3 separate regions of the Sus scrofa genome follow, and regions 2 and 3 are each linked to region 1. A link is a contact called in public Hi-C data. All regions are on one chromosome and are shown on one strand. Each heading gives the region's core, a stretch centred on a gene start, on an enhancer-like site or on the middle of the called end of the contact. The rest is flanking DNA. Distances are from core to core; before and after follow the strand shown. Region 1 holds the start of TRNAU1AP (tRNA selenocysteine 1-associated protein 1). Region 2 overlaps FHAD1 (forkhead-associated domain-containing protein 1). Region 3 holds the start of PPT1 (palmitoyl-protein thioesterase 1).

Evidence for each region. A called contact is a pair of places that touch in the nucleus more often than the background predicts.
Region 2: a Hi-C map of mesenteric adipose tissue shows a contact between it and region 1, with 6 times the contacts expected there. The contact joins the enhancer-like site here to the promoter of TRNAU1AP in region 1. A contact is called at or near these places in 4 of 47 Hi-C or Micro-C datasets (mesenteric adipose tissue, omental adipose tissue, retroperitoneal adipose tissue and 1 more).
Region 3: a Hi-C map of retroperitoneal adipose tissue shows a contact between it and region 1, with 6 times the contacts expected there. The contact joins the promoter of PPT1 here to the promoter of TRNAU1AP in region 1. A contact is called at or near these places in 3 of 47 Hi-C or Micro-C datasets (mesenteric adipose tissue, retroperitoneal adipose tissue and subcutaneous adipose tissue).

What each region holds. Positions count from the first base shown.
Region 1 is chr6:85,565,411-85,570,303 of Sscrofa11.1, forward strand. TRNAU1AP (tRNA selenocysteine 1-associated protein 1) reads left to right here and starts at 2,020. Exons shown (of 8, transcript XM_005665150.3): 1 at 2,020-2,149; 2 at 2,775-2,872. The coding sequence starts at 2,123. It overlaps RCC1 (regulator of chromosome condensation), which reads left to right. Exons shown (of 11, transcript XM_005665141.3): 11 at 1-451.
Region 2 is chr6:74,585,355-74,590,247 of Sscrofa11.1, forward strand. FHAD1 (forkhead-associated domain-containing protein 1) reads left to right here. Exons shown (of 35, transcript XM_021097597.1): 16 at 4,384-4,454. Among named protein-coding and RNA genes, the nearest start is that of EFHD2, 64 kb to the right of the region's middle. Within about 2 kb of position 2,182, at least 17 of the 83 cell types and tissues checked have an H3K27ac peak or open chromatin away from gene starts, as enhancers often do. A contact at or near this core is called in mesenteric adipose tissue, retroperitoneal adipose tissue and subcutaneous adipose tissue, where this site is marked.
Region 3 is chr6:95,858,853-95,863,745 of Sscrofa11.1, forward strand. It overlaps PPT1 (palmitoyl-protein thioesterase 1), which reads right to left and starts at 2,006. Exons shown (of 9, transcript XM_003127823.4): 1 at 1,842-2,006. The coding sequence starts at 1,965.

The DNA.
Region 1 (4,893 bases), core at 770-3,269:
CCACAGTAGTGACAGTGCTGGGTCCTGAACCTGCTGAGCCACAGGGGAACTCCCTAGGCTGGTGATTAAATCAGCCTCCACCTGAGCCCAAAACCTCAGTTCCTTTTCCCTGTATTGGATGTAAGAGTTATAAAGCTCTCTGTAGGTGTTTACATATGTTAGAACAGTGTTGGGCACAGAGTAAATGTTCCAGAAGTCTTTGCTATTATGACCATTGCACATTTTAAAATTCCCTGTGGTTAATAATCGCCTTGTTTTTCACATGCTTAGTTTTTTGGTATAAGTATCATTAATTTAATGTCAGTGTCTATGAGAAGTAAATCTCCTTTTTTTGTGTTCAAACACATCAAATACGCTCAATTTTATCTTTTCCCCCATTCTCCTCCAACCTGAATTGGTTACCTGAAAACAAATGTAATCACCCCATATGGTTCAGCTATAAATAATGTTTACAAAGTCATAATAATGTAAGTGTTTGATATTTTGAAAAATTATAATTACAAGATGGTGAAGTGTATGTATGAGGTGCAGTCCTTAAAAAGATCTGAAACCACAAATGAAGAGAAAGTATGTTATTTAGAAATACTTGGATTTTAGGGAAAAGATTTGGAAGTGGTTGCCTTCAGGGGCAGGGATAGATGGGATAGGAGAGAACTGTTTAGTATTTATGACAAATTCAAAAATGTTTTCAGTGCCTCCCATATGCCAGACATTGTTGTGGGAATTTGATTAGAAACAACAAGGAATCCTGTCTGATGAAGCTTACATTTTAAATTAAAAATAAACACTTACAAGTCTTGCACAAGTAAAATAAATTTTAAAAATAGTAATCAAAGAGCACCCCACAAGGGCTGGCAAATTTTAGTACTCAAGAGTTATCAGTCATAATTCCAAGTCCTCCAGCTGCTGTGTTGGAGAGCTTACTGGATGCCAGGCATTAGGCCAAGTGCTTTCTCAACTTCTCAATTTCTCCATACGACAAACATGGTATGAGGTAAGCATTGCTGTTACCCACATCGCTAATAACAACAACACAATTGGAAGGGGCTGGGATTTGGGCTCCATTTGTTCAAATGTGTAGTTGAAGCACCCAACCGCTACACTACTACGGCCATGAATAGGATAAAGCTGGAAATGTGGCAACTTGGTTGAATCTCAAGACTTCAGAGTGCTTGACTTTGGGCCCCAACAACATAAGTTTGGAATATATGAACTGGCAAGGAAGGACATAAGTGGCCATCAACCCAGAAGGAGCCTGGGAAATGGATTCTCCATCAAGCGATGAGCTTCAGTGTTGGAGATGACAATCATCATCTACAGAATCTTCACATTCTGAGGAAAGGGCATCAAACTGAGGCTGAGGTCTGGGACCTTCCCAGACGAAGAGTCAAACTGTCAGGATTATCTAGCCATCGAAATCGAGTCTGCTGAAGGCCTTCTATGGCAAGTCTCTTCCTGGGAGAGGTTAGAACTTCTGGTGGTTTGGATTATTGTAGGGAACGTGAGACGCAAGAGAGTGACAAGATGGGGATTGATTTGTTTGTTGGTTGGTTAGCCCTCCCCTCCTCTCCCCTCCCACAGCCTAGTTCTATGCATGGGAATGATGGAAGGATGCCAGTCCAGCGTCAACAGAAATCCTGTCCTTTCCGTTTCGTAACCTGAGAAAAGCAGGTTGAAGGGGTGGCGGAGGCAGACCAGTGATTTGCCAGAGGTCATACATAGTTAGTGGAACTGGATCGTCCAGGCTTCCAAAAGGGATCTTTCACTTTAGGAAATATGCTTCTATTTTAAGTTTTTGCCATGAACATACACTACTTTTATAATTCTATACGTACGCGTGTGTTTAAAGCCGGAAAGAGTCCGGAGAAAGCCAGTCATTCACGCCCCCCACGGTCCCGCGCAAGGCGGTGTCTGCCCCGCCCCATCCCGCAGGCTCCGGTTCGAGACACGCCCACAGGGATCCGGAAAAACCCGGACCCGCCAGTCTGCGTTGCCTTGGGCGCCGAATTGCCGAGCGTGCGCAGAAGGCGATGGGGGCGCATGCGCCGTGGAGGCCGCAACCCCGCGGAGCGGCGTACGCGCCAGCCTCTGAGGCTCGCGTAGGCCTGGCGGGGCCTCGGGCATGGCGGCCAGCCTGTGGATGGGCGACGTGAGTTGGGGCGGCCGCCCGGTTCAGCGGAGGAGAAATATAGTGTCACGAGGGCAAAAGGGTCTGAAGAGAAGGGGTCCTCGGCTCTCAAGAGGGTGGCAGTGAATGGGGAGGGGAGTTCTCAGTGGTGCCAAAGCAAGTCCCAGCGTGTAGGTGAAGGGGCCGGGTCTGAGGGGGAGGGGTCCTCGGATCCCAAAAGGGTGGAAGAGAATGAGGAGAGTTGTTTTAGTGATGCCGAAGCAGGCCCTAGCATCTAGGTGCGGGGGCTGATTCGGAGGGGGAGGGGTCGTGGGGCCCAGCCCAGCCTGGATTCTGGGGAGGGAAAAAGGGAGGGTCTTTGCGTGGATAGAATGGGAAGAATCCCAAGGATTGAAGTGCGCCTTGGTTCGAGGACTGCAGGAATGGGGTTCCTAAATCCAAGGGGGAGGCTTCCTAAAAGGAGCAGCCTTGAAGGGAAGGAAGGCAAGAGGCTGGGAACGCCGGAGTGGATGGAAACCTCTTCACCCTCACCCTACTCCTGCCCGCAGCGTGCACCCAACCCTGGACTGAGCAGGGAGGGGCTCCGGATCCGGGAATGAGGAGCCTGGGTACTGACCTGAACTGCTCTGCTCTTATATTTGCGCAGCTGGAGCCCTACATGGATGAGAACTTCATCTCCAGAGCCTTTGCCACCATGGGAGAGACTGTGATGAGCGTCAAAATTATCCGAAATCGCCTCACTGGGTATGTTCTCTCCTCCCCTCTTGTCTTCTCAGTTCTCCCTTAGTAGATCAACTGCAGGTGTCATTCAGAAGGTAAACATCCTTCGGAGAGTCAGAGGCTTCTCACCCCTAATAATAATTATTACAGGAGTTCCCATCGTGGCGCAGTGGTTAACGAATCCGACTAGGAACCATGAGGTTGCGGGTTCGGTCCCTGCCCTTGCTCAGTGGGTTAACGATCCGGCGTTGCCGTGAGCTGTGGTGTAGGTCGCAGACGAGGCTCGGATCCCGCGTTGCTGTGGCTCTGGCGTAGGCCGGTGGCTACAGCTCCGATTAAACCCCTAGCCTGGGAACCTCCATATGCCGCGGGAGCAGCCCAAGAAATAGCAACAACAACAACAACAAAAGACAAAAAAAAAAAAAATAATAATAATTATTACAATGATATAAATTCTAACATTTCAGGGCTTATTGAGAGGAAGTATAATGTGTTGCTGACTCTGGAGCCAGAGTGGGTTTGAACGCTCTGTGTGCTGTGTGACCTTGAGCAAGTTACTCAGCCTCTCCCTGTCCTTCACCATAAAAATGGAGATAATAATAGCACCTACCTCATAGAGTTCTGATGAGGACTAAGTGCCATTAATTCCCATTCAGCATTTAGAACAGTGTTTGGCATATGGTATATGCTTGGTAAATATAAACAGATCATGATCTGCTGGGTAATAAGCATTTCAAAATCACAAAAACCCCTGAGCTAGGTACTATTATTAGAGAAGCATAGTAACTGTCTTAAAGTTACGCAGCTGTTAAATGAGAAGCCAAGACTCTAATTCAGGTCTGTTTTCAAAGCTCATGTGTGCCCATAACTCTTGTGTAAGACACTGCTACATGCCAGGGTTCTAGATTCCCAAAATATATGACTGAAACAAGCCAGATGCAGTCATTTCTCTCCTACATTCTACATTCTAACAGGGGAATGAGACTGTAAATATGTAAACAAGACAAAATGCAGAATAGATTTCCATATAATAGTGCTCTTATTTATTGCCTCCAGTTTCTTCTTTCTCTTTGAGGGTCGTAGGTTTCCTTAGGGTTCTAGTTAGAAATAACAGGATTCCTTATCAATCTGACAGTGTTTATCAAGTGTCTACTCTGTGCCAAGTACTAAAGCAGCGTGCTAAAAACATCAAGTAATTGAAAAATACAGATGAGAGATTTGAAATGTGGCCAACTCTAAAGTACTTTGTTTTGTTTTGTTTTTTTCTAGGGCTGCACCCGCGGCATATGGAGGTTCCCAGGCTACAGGTCTAATCGGAGCTGTAGCCGCCGGCCTACACCACAGCCACAGCAACTTGGGATCGATCCAAGCCAAGTCTGCCACCTACACCACAGCTCACGGCAGCGCCAGATCCTTAACCCACTGAGCAAGGCCAGGGATTGAACCCGCAACCTCATGGTTCCTAGTCGGATTCAATAACCACTGAGCCACAACGAGAACTCCCTGGTGAACGAATACTTTATGTATTCAGAACCCCGGTACCCAGGGGCCAGTTTTCTGAATGATAGATCATGCTGGCCTAGGTATTTTTCTTCTTGCTTTTGTAGACAAGAAAACACTGATAGTAGGCTACTTGCATAAAAATACATTCTGTAGTACTTTATATTTTTTAAAACATTGACATAGTTTCTCATGTTTTCATGTTTATTGAAATAAGGTTTGCAACTAGTCTTTCCTACCCTTGATTGCTAAACTCTGGCCGTTTCTTATGGTGGCACTTACAGACACATTATATGTGCATTCTGCTTCATATGACAAAGACTTAAAATCAGCAGCGTCTTGGGAGCCCTGGGGCATAGGTTCTGTCCACAGCCTGGTGCGGTATGTTAAGGATCCTGTTGTCGAAGCTGAAGCTTAGGTCACAACTATGGCTCAGATCGGGATCGCTGGCTCAGGAGCTCCATATACCGTGGGGTGACCAAAAAAGAAAAAAGTGTTTAAAAGGATAAATTTTATGTAATGTGTGTGTGTATGTACATATACAT
Region 2 (4,893 bases), core at 932-3,431, about 11 Mb before region 1:
TGCATACATAGAAGTGGCTCTTTCTCTGATAGCCAAGATAAGCAGTATTTTTAAGTGAAAAAAAAGCAAGTGGTAACACAATATACGCAGTGTTTGCCCACTCTTTTTTTTTTTTTTTTTTTTTTTAAGTGTCAGTATCTGACCAAAGGGAAAAATCTGGAGAAAATGACGTGAAAGGGTTGACAGTATTGTCCCAGCATTGGTGGGACTGGGTGGGCCTTGACCCTCACTAGGTCATTCAGCAACTATTTTTTCTGGGCCTACTATGTGCTGGCCACTGAGGATCCAGTAGGGAACATTTTCCATTGGATTTCCACATTTATAGATTTCCATAGTGTTTGGATTTGTGTAATGGGCCTATGGAACTTTTGTACCAAGAAATACAATGAAGAATTGTGGGAGTTCCCTGGTGGCCTAATGGTTTAAGGGTCTGGTGTTGTTAACAGCTGTGACTTGAGTCACTGCTGTGGTGCAGGATTGATCCCTGGCCTGGGAACTTCCACATGCCACAGATACGGCAAGAACAAGCAGAAGAATTGCTACTTCTCCCAAAGAGGGAAATTGCTTTTTTTTTTTTTTTAAACTGCTGCTCCTGTAGCATATGGAAGTTCCCAGGCCAGGGGCTGAATCAGAGCTGCAACTGCTGGCCTACACCACAGCCACAGCAACTTGGGATCCAAGCTGCATCTTAGACCCACATCCCAGCTCACGGCAATGCTGGATCCTTAACCCACTGAGCAAGGCCAGGGATCAAACCCACATCCTCATGGATACCAGTTGGGTTTGTTACCGCTGAGCCATGACAGGAAATCTGGGAAATCGCTTTCTGATTACAGTTCCTTGTCTAATCTGGAACGGAGATCATACACTCCCCCTTCCCCTTCAGCACCTTTAACTTCCCTCTCTCCCTGAGCCTCTTCGGATCCTACCCAGGATTTGACGCTTCCCCTCAGGTTCCTGGGTCACAGGTGGCATCTGAGCGCAATCCCAGATTCCCCTCAATTTAGCCCCAGAAATCCATCCATTCGCCAGGTTGCCAAGGCCCAAGCCAACATCACCCATCTCTGCCATCTCAGAATCCTCCCACGGCACCTCTCCCAACGCACACTTCACATCCGCCAGCCCAACCAGCCCTCCCAAGTCTCCAGCCTCTCTCAAAAGAGGATGCCAGACCTAGGTCTGAATTCTGATCCTACTGCTTGCCAGCCCTGCAGCTTAACCTTGCCGAGCGTCTGTGCTCACCTGTAAACACAAAGGCATTTCCTTCCTGGGTTGTTTGTGATGATTAGAAAACATCACATGTAGGAGTTCCCGTCGTGGTGCAACAGAAACAAATCTGACTAGGAACCATGAGGTTTTGGGTTCAATCCTTGGCCTTGCTCAGTGGGTTAAGGATCCGGCGTTGCCAGGAGCTGTGGTGTAGGCCAACAGCTAGAGCTCCGGTTCAACCCCTAGCCTGGGAACCTCCATATGCCTCAGGTGCAGCCCTAAAGAGCATTTAAAAAAAAAAAAAAAAAGAAAGAAAGAAAGAAAAAGAAAGAAACCAAATATCACATGTAAAAGTCCTGGCCTGGTGCCTGGCACACAGCAAGTACTGAATGCTTGATAGCTATTACTGCAAAACTCTTATCCTCACTCTTCCAAGCTGGACCTTCTCGGCACATTGCGTTGTCAGAGGTCAAGGGCCCAGGCTGGAGCCTGTTCAGCTCCCCTCCATCCTCTCTCCGCACCCATCTTCTCTCCCTTCCCTCCGTCTTCCCCAGACGCAGTTCTTCCCTCCCGGCACCTCCCCTCCTGGCTGCCGCCCGGGTGATCTTGTGCCCAAGGTCCTAAATCACGACTTCCTTCTTCGGCATCTCCAGCCTCTTTCTCTCGCTTTTACTCCTTTGTCATCAAACATTCAAGATGGCACATCTTTAGTTCCTTTTCTGCCGCTGACACCGCTGTTCCACTGAGATCGTGAAGTGTTTTGCACCCTCTGTCCTCAATGCCAGCTTCGTACTTTGCCTCTTGAGGAACCGACGTAGAGCCTCACCTCCCTCCCCCTCCAGGTTCTCTTCCTCGAAACCCTCTCATCTTTGATTATCACAGCCGGGGGCGGTGGTGCTCCTGGCATCCAGTGGGCAGGGGCCAGGGGCGCTGCTGAACGTCCCGTGGTGCACAGAACAGCCCCCACAGCAGAGACTTGTCCAGCCCAAGAGGTCACAAGTGCTGCAGTTACGAAACCCTGCTGGCTCCTTCCTCTCTAATTCATCACACTTATTTTTCTGGGCGGGGGTGGGGGGGAAACACCCATCATTAAGCCAACTCACTGCTCCATCAGCAGCTGAAATAGCAGTGACTCAGACCCTGGAGTCACACCACCAGGAGCCCAAGCCCTGGCTCAACCAATTGCCAGCTGTATGGCATCCAGCAGCTGCGTGTCTCGGAGCCCGACCACCTCATCTGTAAAATGGGCTGAGAGTCGGATGATACAGTAGGGAGATGCATTGATTTCGTCGCGGAAGGCCAGGCACGCAAGTCACATTCATGACACTTCGGTGATGTTTAAATCAAGTTGACACTCTTGAGGCTACTGTTCCAGGCCGGCCCCAAATTGACCTCAGCCATCCACCCCAGCTCTTCCCTCTCCTCCTCCCCTCCCCCATCATCCGCTCCAGCCCAGGTAAGCTCTACCCTCTTCCAGAACATGCACTGCCTTTCCCTACCTCCCCTCCTGCCTTCACTACTCCCCATATTCATTTCCTATGGCTGTTAGGACAAATTACCACAAACTTAGTGGCTTAACACAACTCATACTCATTCTTGTCCAGCTCTGGAGGCCAGAAGTCCATAGTCACTTTCACAAAGGTAAAGGCAAGAGGCTGGTTCCTTCCGGAGGCTCTAGGAAAGAATCCGTGTCCTCACCTTTATCAGGCTCTAGAGCTTTATCCCGTGGCCCTTCTGCCGTCTTCAAAGCCATAGTGGCACACCTGCAACTCTCTCTCTGCTTCTGTCACCTCGCTTTCTCCTCCGTCTGTAATCAGATTCCCTCTGCTTCTTATGAGAACCCTGTGACTCTACTGAGTCCACCGAGAGAGGCCAGGGTACCTTCTCCATCACCTCATCACAGCTGCAAAGTTCCTTCTGCCCCGCAAGGTCACATTCATAGGCGCCTTGGATCAGGACATCTTTGGGGGCACCATTTATCCTACCACACCTTCCACTGTGGAACGCCCTCCCCTCCAGCTGCGTTCCCACCAATGCCCATGCCCACTGGCTCCTCAGCCAAGCAGCCATCACGGCGGGTGAATGGTCTGTCCTCTGGGATTCTCACACGCCCCCTCCTTCCACGCTACCCGGGTCCCTGTCTGTTTCCCATCAGGCACATGGACCCCGTCTCTCAGACTGAGCCATAAGTCCCTTAGGGAATGGCTCCCTATCACCCCCCACAACCAGCTCACAGTTTTGCACACAGTTGACACTTAGTCGATAGGAGTTCCATTGCTTTTATTATCCACCTGCCAAGAGAAATTTGGATTTGAGCCCAAGCAAAGCTGATAAACTTTTAATTTTTTTTTTCTTTTTAGGACCGTACCCATGGTAAATGGAGGTTCCCAGGCTAGGAGTTGAATCAGAGCTGCATCTGCCAGCCCACTCCACAACCATAGCAATGCGGGATCTGAGCTACGTCCGAAACCTACACCACAGCTCATGGCAACACTGGATCCTTAACCCGAAGAGTGGGGCCAGGGATCGAACACGTGTCCTCATGGATACTAGTCCGGTTCGTTGCCACTGAGCCATGATGGGAACTCCTGATCAGCCATTTTATAAACACAAGGTGGGAGTTCCTGTTATAGTTCAGCAGGTTACAAACCCAAAATAGTATCCGTGAGGATATGGATTCAATCCCTGGCCTGCTCAGTGGGTTAAGGATCTGGCGTTGCCATGAGCTGTGGTGCAGGTGGCAGACACAGCTCAGATCTGGCATGGCTGTGGCTATGGTGTAGGCTGGCAGCTGCAGCTCCGATTCAACCCATAGCCTGGGAACCTCCATATGCCATGGGTGCGGCCCTAAAGAGAGGAAAAGCGAAAGAAACAAAAAGCCAAAAAACACAAGGTGGACGGCCATTTATGCCTTCTTGATGGGAGGGCACTATTGTCCTCTTCCGCAGTCAGCCAGCTCTGTGAAGACAGCGTTCAAAAAGCAAAGGAGGTGAATTGAATTGGTATTTTACAGACACAGACATTAAAGTTCAGAAGCTAGGAAATGGTTTCAACATCACGCAGCTGGCAGGTGGAAGACTCAAGACAAAAGCTCAGACCCTCTGAGCTCGCTGCTCTTTCTCTAACACTCAGCAAATAATAACTAATAGCCTTCCTCTTGCTTCTCTTTTTAAGGATTGTCTTTGTATCTGAAATATCTTCTGGAGCATTATAAAAAAATTGCAAACCAGACCCAGGAACTTCAGGTAATCTTTTAAATTCAAAAGTTCCTTTTAGCTCCTCCTTAGCGTTTACATAGCACTGGGCATTTAGACTCCGTTTTTTCTCTATTAGGTAGTCAGTGCACAGCCTCCCAAAGGTGATATGAGGGCTGCATTTGCACACGAAATGCTTCAGACAGGGTAGCTGAGATCACCCAGAAGGACAAGGAGACTTGTTTTCCTCTGTCAAAAAGCAGAAAAATTGATGGATGTTCCCTTATGGTGCAGCAGATTAAGAATCCGGGGTTGTCACTGCAGTAGCTCAGGTTGCTGCTAAGGCAAAGTTTCAATCCCTAGCCCAGGAATTTCCATGTGTTGCAGGTGCATGGGAAAAAAAAAAAAAGCGAGGAAGAGAGAGTTGTTTACATGCCATCAGATCCTAAAAAATGTATTCGTTAAATGCAGTGGAAGAAGTACAGCTACC
Region 3 (4,893 bases), core at 756-3,255, about 10 Mb after region 1:
GATCCTGCGTTGTAGTGGCTGTTGGTGTAGGCTGGCAGCTGTAGCTCTAACTCAACCCCTAGCCTGGGAACTTCCATATGCCTCAGGCACAGCCTTAAAAAGGAAAAAAAAAAAATTATTGCAAAAGCTTCCTAACTTTTTCCCTGTAGAGGTCCATGACCCCTACAATCTAGCAACCGGAGTGCTTTTTTTTTTTTTTTTTCCTTTTTAGGGCTGCACCTGTGGCATATGGAGGTTCCCAGGCTAGAGGTCAAATAGGAGCTGTAGCTGCCAGCCTACACCACAGCCACTGCAACACAGGATCCAAGCCTCATCTGTGACCTACACCCACTCACGGCAACACCAGATCCTTAACCCACTGAGCAAGGCCAGGGATCACACCTGCGTTCTCATAGATGCTGGTCAGAATCATTAACCACTGAGCCCTGACGGAAGCCCCGCAACTAGAGTGCTTTTATTTATTTTTATTGCATAATGATTTTTATTTTTTCCATTATAGAGTGTTTTTAAAAGGCAAATCACATGAGGATGCAGGTTCGATCCCTGGTCTTGCTCAGTGGGTTAAGGATCTGGCATTGCTGTGAGCTGTGGTGTAGGTCACAGACGTGCCTCGGATCTGTCGTGGCTGTGGCTGTGGCACAGGCCCGAAGCTGTAGCTCCAATTAGACCCCCAGCCTGGGAACCTCCATGTGCGGTGGGTGCGGCCCTAAAAAAAAGACAGAAGACATAAATAAATAAATAAATAATAAAAGGCAAATCAGACCATGTCACTCATCTGCTCAAAACCCCCGCAATAACTTTCCATCTCATTCTAGCCAAAGTTCCTACAGTTGCCTTAGCAGGCCCAACATCAGCAGGCTACCTCCCATACCCCCTCCTACCCCTGAACTAAACCTCTCTTTTCTTCTCCTTGCTTACTTAGTTCCTGCTACAATGATCGGAATGCTGTTCCTTGAACATACCTGCATACCAGACATATTTCCTCAGAGCTTTTGCATTTTCTGTTCCTTTGGTCAGATATCCACATGGCATCTTCCCTAATGGATTTCAGGTCTTTGTTCTGATATCACTTTCTCAGTGAATCCTTTCCTGACTTTGCTCTATAAAACTGCAAGTCCCCATTTCCAGTCCCTATCCACCTCCCTGCTTTATTTTTCTCCATTGCACTCATCACCATTTGACATACATGTTTTACTTATGTATTTATAGTCTGTTTCTCCCACTGAAAAGTTCTTTTTATTTTTTTCATTACTCAATGAATTTATTGCACTTATAGTTGGACAATGATCATCACAATCCAGTTTTATAGTATTTCCATCCCACACCCCCAGCGCATCCCCCACCCCCCGCCTCTCTCCTTTGGAAAGGAAAGTAAGTTCTTAAAGAGCAAAGAATTTAGTATGTTTATTTTACTGCTGTATCCTCAGTATCCAGTAGGTGCTCAATAACGATGTGTTAAATGTAAGTGCCTAACAAATCTTTGTTCAATGTGTGGATGAACGCAAGGATAGATGCCACGGTCATGAAGCCACAGCCCAGCCCTCCTGAGCAAGCGTCATATGCGGCACCCTGACGCCACTACCGTGGGCATTAAACCACACCACCGCGTAAAACCCTGCCGCAGTGCATAGCCCTCTGTAAGTGCTCACCAAAAGACAGCTCTTTCTCCATCTCCCTTTCCAATACAGAGCAACCCCCAAATCCTAAAACGTAGCACCAGCCAGGTGCTATGAGACCACAGTCCTCGCCCTCCACCCTCGCACTTTGCAGACGCGAACCTAGGCTAGGAGAGAGAGTCGCCAAACCCATTTAGCCCTCTTCTCCCTCCCTCCCCCACTCACCCATCCCATGCCAGATCACGAGCGGCAGCGGCGCTGGAGGGTCGACATGCCCCAACGCCAAGGCTAAGCAGGATCCCGGCAGGAAAGCAAGAGCCAAGAGCCACAAGGAGCTGGCCGACGCCATCTTGATCGATCACATGATCGCCCCCCTCCTCGCCCGGATCTGGAGTAGGCGGCCCGGCCCGCACCCTCCACACCTCCTCGGGGGCAGCTAGGTGTGAACTCTGGCTTCTTACCCCAGTAGACCGCCAATCACCAGGAATCAAGTTAGTTTTATTTGTTTACTCCGCGCTTACTAGGCATCAAACACTATTTTAAGTGGTGTAAGACTGTTAACTGATTTAATCCTCATACAAGACGGAATACACGTCTCATTTTACAGATTAGGACACTGAGGCACTGAGGATTTGGGTTAGAAATCAAGGTCACAGAGATAGGAAATTGTTGGATCCAAAGCTGTTGCTCCTTGGGGAGTGTCTGTTGTGGCTCAGCATAAAGGAACCCAACTAGTATCTATGAAGTTGTGTGGAATCCCTGGCCCTCGCTCAGTGGATTAAGGATCCAGCACAGCCATGAGCTGTGGTGTAGGTCTCAGATTCAGCTTGGATCTGGTGTGATTGTGGCCAGACAGCTGCAGCTCCAATTCCACCCCTGGCCTCGGAACTTACATGTGCCACAGGTGTGGCCCTAAAAAGCAAAGCAAAAAAAAAAAAGCCCCACCGAAGACTTTGCTCCTAACCTTTGCTTTGTACTGCCTTTAGAAGAAGGGTACTTTGGGGAAAGAAAGAGAAAGGAAGGACAGCTCATCACATATGGAAGGGGAGGGAGTGCCTGTTGTGGCGCAGCAGAAGTGAATCCAACTAGTATCCATGAGGATTCAGATTCCATCCTGGGCCTCGCTCAGTGGGTCTGGTATCCAGCGTTGCCGTGAACTGTGGTGTAGGGGGCAGACACGGCTTGGATCCCGTGTTGCTGGGGCTGTGGAGCAGGCCAGCAGCTGTAGCTCGGATTGGACCCCTAGATTGGGAACTTCCATATGCTACAGGTGTGACCCTAAAAAGCAAAAAAAAAAAGAGAAAGAAATGGTAGGGGAGAGATAATTTCCAGGGCTAATCATGGCAGTGTGTTATTTGTTCTGGATGGCGAAGGAAATGATTTCAACAGGCAAAGATGAAATACAGAAGAGCTGATATGAGCTATGGTAGAGGAGAAATATATGTTTTCTAGAAATGGCAGAGCTTCCAGACTGACAAGAACATCTGTTGGGTGTAAAAGTGATGGAACAAGCCACTCCAGTTTCCTGGTCTAATCCAGAGCTGGATTATTGCAGGAACCTCTCAGCCACCATTTTCCCTTTCCATTCCATTCCAGATTCATCTTCTCAATCCACTTTCATCACATCAGTTTCTTGCTCAAAATTTTTTATTTTATGATTTTTATTTTTTCCATTATAGTTGACTTACAGTGTTCTGTCAATTTCTACTGTACAGCAAAGTGACCCAGTTGTAGGTAGATAGATAGATAGATAGATAGATAGGTAGATATTCTTTTTCTCACATTATCCTCCATCATGTTCCATCACGAGCGACTGGATATAGTTCCCTGTGCTTAAAGCAAGATTTCATTGTTTATCCACTCCAAAAGCAATACTTTGCATCTATTAACCCCAGATTCCCAGTCCATCCCTCTCCCTCTCCCTCCCCCTCCCCTTTGGCAACCACAAGTCTGTCCTCCTAGCCCATGGGTTTATTTTTTGTGAAAAGATTCATTTGTGCCATATATAAGTGGCGTCATATGTATTTGTCTTTCTCTGACTTAACTTCACTTAGTTTAAGAGTCTCTAATTCCATCTATGTTGCTGCAAGTAGCATTATTTTGTTCTTTCTTATGGCTGAGTAATATTCCACTGTGTATATATACCACATCTTCTTAATCCATTCATCTGTCAATGGACATTTAGGTTGCTTCCAAGTCTTGGCTATTGTGAATAGTGCTGCCATGAACATAGGGGTGCATGTATCGTTTTCAGTGAAAGTTTTTTGTCCAGTTATATGCCCAAAAGTGGATTGCTGGGTCATATGATAGTTCTATATTTAATTTTCATGGAGTTCCCATTGTGGCGCAGCAAAAACGAATCTGACTAGAAACTATGAGATCGTGGGTTCCATCCCTGGCCTCACTCAGTGGGTTAAGGATCCGGCATTGCCATGAGCTGTGGTGTAGGTCGCAGACATGGCTCAGATCTGGCATTGCTGTGGCTGTGGCATAGGCCAGCAGCAACAGCTCCAATTAGACCCCTAGCCTCAGAACTTCCATATGCAGAGAGTGCAGCCCTAAAAGGTCAAAAGATAAAAAAATAATAATAATAATTTTCTGAGGAATCTCCATACTGTTTTCCATAGTGGTCATACAAATGTATATTTCCACCGACAGTGTAGGAGGGTTCCCTTTTCTCCACACCCTCTCCAGCATTTGTTATTTGTTGATTTGTTAATGATGGCTATTCTGACAAGTGTGAGGTGGTACCTCATAGTAGTTTTGATTTGCATTTCTCTAATGTCAGTGATGTTGAACATTTTTTCATGTGCTTTGTTGGCCATCTGTATATCTTCTTTGGAAAAATGTCTATTCAGGTCTTTGCCCGTTTTTCAAGCAAGTTGTTAGTTTTTTTGCTGTTGAGTTGTATACATTGTTTGTATATTTTAGAGATTAAGCCCTTGTCAGTTGCATTATTTGAAACTATTTTCTCCCATTCCCTAGGTTGTCTTTTTGGGTTTTTTTATGGTTTCCTTTGTTGTGCAAAAGCTTGTCAGTTTGATTAGGTCCCATTGGTTTATTTTTGCTTTTATTTCTGTTGCCTTGGGAGGCTGATTTAAGAAAACATTTGAGAGTTCCTGTCGTGGTGCAGTGGAAACAAATCCGACTAGGAACCATGAGATTTCGGGTTCAATCCCTGGCCTTGCTCAATGAGTTAAGGATCCAGCCTTGCCATGAGCTGTGGTGTAGGTCGAAGACACGGCTCAGATCCTGCGTTGCTGTAGCTGTGGTGTAG